Linked DNA regions of Pan troglodytes: region 1 is linked to region 2. The links are chromatin contacts, called in public HiChIP or PLAC-seq maps. All regions are on one chromosome and are shown on one strand. Each heading gives the region's core, a stretch centred on a gene start, on an enhancer-like site or on the middle of the called end of the contact. The rest is flanking DNA. Distances are from core to core; before and after follow the strand shown. Region 1 holds the start of RPS19BP1 (ribosomal protein S19 binding protein 1). Region 2 holds the start of RPL3 (ribosomal protein L3).

Region 1 (2,700 bases), core at 173-2,672, 210 kb after region 2:
ATGTCAAAATATCACCATCTTGCCTACACCAGCCCCTCCAAAAGTCTTTATGTCTATTAAGTGACACTACGTCCCCCAAGAAACTAGGCTCCACCTTCACAGCCAATTCACCACTAAAACCCCTCTAAAGGCTGAAATTCTCTGCTGCCCCCTCTTCAACATATTTTCCACCTGCACAATTCTCTTGTTATCTCTGCTGCTATAGCCACTGCCCAGGCCACAGCATGTCCTATTTCAATGGAGTAGGTAATAGCAGCACTCTGGAGACACAATGCCTGGGCAGCCACAATGCCTGTACCACCTGGGCAGGTGCCTTTTTCTGAATCTGTAAAACGGGGGTGATAGTAGTATCGACCTCAAAGGGCTGCTGTAAGGATCAAACGAGCTTACATTTGTACAGCACTTAGAATCAGCACCTGGTACAGAGTGTTAGTGAATGTGTTTAAATGCTCCATCTTTGATCCTCATTCACTAGGTCACCTTTACCAGCCTTTATTTTTTCAAATTCTCAAAGGCAACAACCTCCTTTCTGACTCAGGACCTTTGCACATACTATTCTTCCTAGAATATTCTCCTACTTTTCACCTAGCTCACTCTTATACATCCTTCAGCTCTCGGCTGAAATGTCGCTTCCTCAGAGAAGGCTGACTTGGCCTAAGTCCCCATCAGAGTACCGTAGTCTTTTAATTCATAGGCTTCAATGCACTTAGCAATGACACACTGGGTTTGATATTCTTTGATGCTTCTCTCCCCACTAGGGCCGTAGTCCACGAGGACCAGGACGGTGGCGTGTTCTGTCACCTTCGTATGTCCAGGGCCCCGCTCCGCGCCTGGCACACAGTAGGTCTAGCAATACCGGGCGAACGCTTCAAGCCCTGCCTCAAGCGCCACCTCCTCTGGGGCGCAGGTCCCAGCACCGGAGGCAGCACTTTCAGCCCCTTCCCGAACTTACCCAGTGCCGACTTGGGCACCTTTCCCTTGGCCGAGTTCCGCAGTTTCTGGGCCTGAATTGCCTTCGTCTTCCGGGGCCGTTTCACCGGAGCCCCTCTCGGCTTGGCCTGACCTGGAGGGTCCCGGGGGGCTGTAGGGGAAGAGAGAGGAAGAGACCCAGGTCAGAGGGCGCGCAGCGTTCCCATGCCACTGGGGCTAAGCCCGGCCTGGATTGTTTTCCATCCAGGGCTCCCGCCCACAGCCACTGCCATCCTCCTGCCCGCGCCGGACGTCCCCTGGCCAGCCCTCCTCACCCTCGGACGCCGCCAGCAGCTCCAGGCCACGCCGCAGCAGGGCGGCGGACATGGCGGCGCTTGGCTCCGCCCACGAGCCTCACACTACTTCCGACCTGGCAGTCCCTGTCGTCTCGGTGGAAACCCGAGCCCGAACAGAGGGTTCCGGAGGGGGATGGGCGGAAGTGCCCATCTTTCTTAGGACGCATGCGTTAGGGGTTTACACTTGAGCGGAAGAAGGGGCGGAAACTGGAGGCGGGTCCAAGGCGCAGAAAGACACATGTGTTATTCAATCCCAATCTACCTGGCTCCTGGCGCTCAGTCCCCTCCTTCCCCGGAAGTCGTCCGCAACCTGCTCCGCCGGGTTGGCCAATCCTCTCGGGTCTCGTGGCTCCGTGGCGGGCTAGGATGGGGACAGGGCGGAGTGTTTTTCATATACTTCAACCAGCACTAGGTATCGCACAGGTTGAGTGCGGCATGAGAATCCAGTTGTCTTCCCTTAAGCCAGACATTAAAGACATATCTTTGTTTTGAAAACTACAATTATTTCTCATAAAATACGTTATGTTACCAAGCAATGGGTTTATTGTCATTTTAAGTGAATTAATGAATATGTAAAATTTTTGTTTTAGTTTCTAGTATGACAAATATCAGTTGCCTACATACAAAAGTTCTTTGGGATCCTGAATTTTTTAAAATTTATTTTATTTAATTAAATTAAATTTTTTTTTGAGACGGAATCTCGCTCTGTCGCCCAGGCTGGAGTGCAGCGATCTCGGCTCACTGCAACTTCCGCCTCCCGGGTTCAAGCGATTGTTTTGCCTTAGCCTCCCGAGTAACTGAGATTACAGACGCCCGCCACCACGGCCGGCTAATTTTCTTTTTAAAAAATTTTTAGTAGAGACGGGGTTTTGCCATGTTGGCCAGGCTGGTCTTGAACTCCGGACCTCAAGTGATCCGCCCACCTCAGCCTCCCAAAGTGCTGGGATTACAGGAGTGAGGGGATTCTGAAGTTTTAAATGTAAGAAGCTTCTTAGACCAAAACATTTGAGCCCCTCTGGCCTAGAAGTGACACTGCTTACCTGGGGGAGGAGCCCTGGGCTTGTTCGCTGCTCCATCTGCAGCTGGCAGCCCAGCACCTGGCATGGAGAAGACACGCAATAAGTGAACGGTGAATCAGAAGGGACCACTGGGTTCACTCAGCCGGGTTCTGAGGGCCTTCTGTGTACTTGACACCACAGAGTGTGGGACCTGGAGTTCGTCCTCCGGGATAGACCACACCGTTTAAGCTCCATCGGCTAGATAGTAATAATAACAACCAACACAAACTCAAGCATTTGTGCTGTTCTACGTGCTTTACATTTGTTAACTTGTTTATCCCCCCTACCCTTCCAGGTAGGAATTGTCTTTTGCATTTTACAGACGAGGAAACAAACACAGAGAGGCGAAGGTCACACGGGTGGAGTCAGGGGTGGGA
Region 2 (2,700 bases), core at 190-2,689:
CACACCGCACCTAAAGCAAACAGTGCTGGCCATCTGTAGCCTTGGAATATTAGTTTTGAAGTTAAGCATTCCCATTCTGCTGTCGCAGCAGTTCTGACAACGTGTAACTCCTGCTTAAAAAAAAGTCTGCCCTCTGCTAACAGCTTGACTCCATCTCTACAATTTCCCTCCCCCTCCACTCCTATTCCCCCAACTTTTAGGATGCCTGTACATACTGGATCCTGGCCTGTCGACTTCCCGCACGATGTGAGTCATGCCAGCCTTGTATCCCAGGAAGGCTGTGAGGTGGACCGGCTTGGACGGGTCATCCTTAGGGAAGCTCTTCACCTTCCCACGATGCCTGCTGCTGCGCTTCCGAGGCAGGAAGCCGAGGGACCCATGTCTGGGAGCGGAGAACTTTCTGTGAGACTAGGTGGGAAAAAAATCACCGTCAGCACCCAAACCAAAGCAGTGCCCCCTTCTCTAGTTCCCAGCTGCGTAAGTTCCAAATCTCAGCAATACTGAAGAATCCTGACCAGACACCCAGCAAGCCGAATAAAAAGGTCATTATCTCTTCCAGGCTCGCACGTGTCAAGAATGCTTTTGTATTCGACAAAATTTAAGCTGAATCTTATTTCAAATCTTCTCAACCTGTAAGAAAACGAGCCATTTTTTTCTCTAACCACACAAAAATACACTAACTAGTGGCACTAAAAACTGCTCAACAGGCAGCTTTATGTGCCAATTAGCAAGGTTTTGACCGCTAAAGAAAGGGACTCCCGGGACAAACGCTGGGTAGCAGCTAGCAATGCTACGCTATAGGCTGCCTCCGGCGCCCGGACACTAATTACACTGATACACGCAGGCCAAAGAACTCGGCAGAGCCAAATCAGAACGTGACAATCAGCACACAGTTTCTGTCCGCCCGTCAATAAGTTCATCATCTGTGGTTTCTGCGAGCTCCAGAGGCCTTCGGAGTGCACCAGCGGTCCCAGATATTCAGGAGGACTCCACAGCACTCCCCTCCCCCAAGCTTCTTTACCTCCCAATGAGAACGGCGCCGAGAACCTCCACCCAAGGTCCTTCTACCCAGACAAGCAGCTTACGGCCCTAATCCCAACTAATGATACAATTGGTGAGGTCGAAACTTAGAAATGACTCATGGCTTTAAAAATGCCGGGCCTCCAAGCCTGCTCCCACCCTTACGGCCTCTCTCTGGCCGACCTGCAGGCCCAAAGCCAGTCCTCCAAGCGCTCTTCTCCACAAGCCTCTCGACTTTCCAGAAAATAGGCCAGACTGAAGTCCCCGCTGGGTCGCCTGTGCCCCTAGAGCAAACCCCCGGCGCCGGCCAAGACGGGATGGCGGCGATGCGTCGCGGATTCAGCCGTGCCGACGCCGGTGACAATGAAAAGGCCGCCATTACAACACATACCATCACGCCATCAAATCCCGCCGGTAGAGGCCGGTCGGCCTTACGGGTCCGCTATATAAAGCCAAATCTGGCCCCGCCCCCTTCCGGCGTGCGAGCGCGCCCCCGCGGCAGACGTCAGGTCGGGGGCACGTACCGAGCGCCATTTCCACGCATGCTCTTCCGCTCCTAGCTTTCGTTCAGAAGTTGACGTCAGCTTCGGAGACAGAAATTACACACTCTACGGCGAGGGGTCGGGTTCAAACTTAGTGAAAAGCCACGGAGAGGTGGGCTAAGGGTTGGTGAGCCACAAATCTACGGCGTCCGGCAGCAGCCAAATTTGATAATAACGAAGAAAAATGGCTGCGTCGCTTCTCCTCCTGTGATATGCAGCTATCTCTGGAATTAGCGAAGAAAGACTGAAACTCTCGTTTCCTGGCTCCCACGCTGGTTTTGCCGCGACACCAATTTACCTTTAATACCTTTAATCTCGGGCATCCCTCCCTCAAGCCCTATCTCTGCCATTTCTCCCATGCTAATGCAGTGGCTCGCGCTTGATTCTGAGGGTCAGGAGCGTCCCAAGCCTGCGGAACGGCCTCACGACCTCTGGTCATGCGGAGTCCAGCTGCTCAGCCTCCCGGAGCCCCACGCCTTCCAGACCTCTGCATCAGCGAGGGCTTTCGCTGATCTCTGCCTGGGCTCCAGGGTGACTCGGATCCTGACTGATTCCCTGCTTCCAGGCTCGTCCCTTACAAATCTCTTTTTTGAGACGGAGTCTCGCTCTGTCGCAGTGGCGCGATCTCAGCTCACTGCAAGCTCCGCCTCCCGGTTCCCAGTTCAAGCAGTTCTCCTGCCTCAGCCTCCCGAGTAGCTGGGATTACAGGAATGCGCCACCATGCCTGGCTAATTTTTTTTTTTTTTTTGTATTTTTAGTAGAGACGGTGTTTCACCATGTTGGCCAGGCTGGTCTTGAACTCCTGATCTCTTGATCCGCCCGCCTTGGCCTCCCAAAGTGCTGGGATTACAGGTGTGAGCCACCGCGCCTGGCCCCCTACAAATCTTTCTAAGAATCAAGTATCTCGTTACTTTCCATGGCCGCCTCGTTGTTTCCTCGGAATTAAGCATCAACTTCAGCGGCCGCCAAAGACGCTCCCCTAACCGTCTACTTCAGCCTCATGGCTGCGCCAGAGCACACGCTCTCATATCACCTGCTTCCTCTGTCCCACCCTGTCATCTTCTTTAATTCTGGGCCTGGCCTTTGCTCCCACCGTCGTTTGAAAAGCATTCTCTCGGCCAGGCGCGGTGGCTCACGC

The links. HiChIP or PLAC-seq counts read pairs in DNA pulled down with a chosen protein or histone mark.
Region 1: an H3K4me3 HiChIP or PLAC-seq map of stem cell-derived excitatory neurons shows a contact between it and region 2, with 13 times the contacts expected there. The contact joins the promoter of RPS19BP1 here to the promoter of RPL3 in region 2. A contact is called at or near these places in 1 of 7 Hi-C or Micro-C datasets (stem cell-derived neural progenitor cells), 1 of 1 datasets of contacts at active chromatin or transcription factors (stem cell-derived excitatory neurons) and 1 of 1 other capture datasets (stem cell-derived neural stem cells).

The regions. Positions count from the first base shown.
Region 1 is chr23:41,529,549-41,532,248 of NHGRI_mPanTro3-v2.0_pri, forward strand. RPS19BP1 (ribosomal protein S19 binding protein 1) reads right to left here and starts at 1,423. Exons shown (of 4, transcript XM_515142.6): 1 at 1,245-1,423; 2 at 953-1,081. The coding sequence starts at 1,296.
Region 2 is chr23:41,315,677-41,318,376 of NHGRI_mPanTro3-v2.0_pri, forward strand. RPL3 (ribosomal protein L3) reads right to left here and starts at 1,440. Exons shown (of 10, transcript NM_001280414.1): 1 at 1,412-1,440; 2 at 216-408. The coding sequence starts at 1,414. LOC112206807 (small nucleolar RNA SNORD43) reads right to left here and starts at 928; the gene lies at 865-928.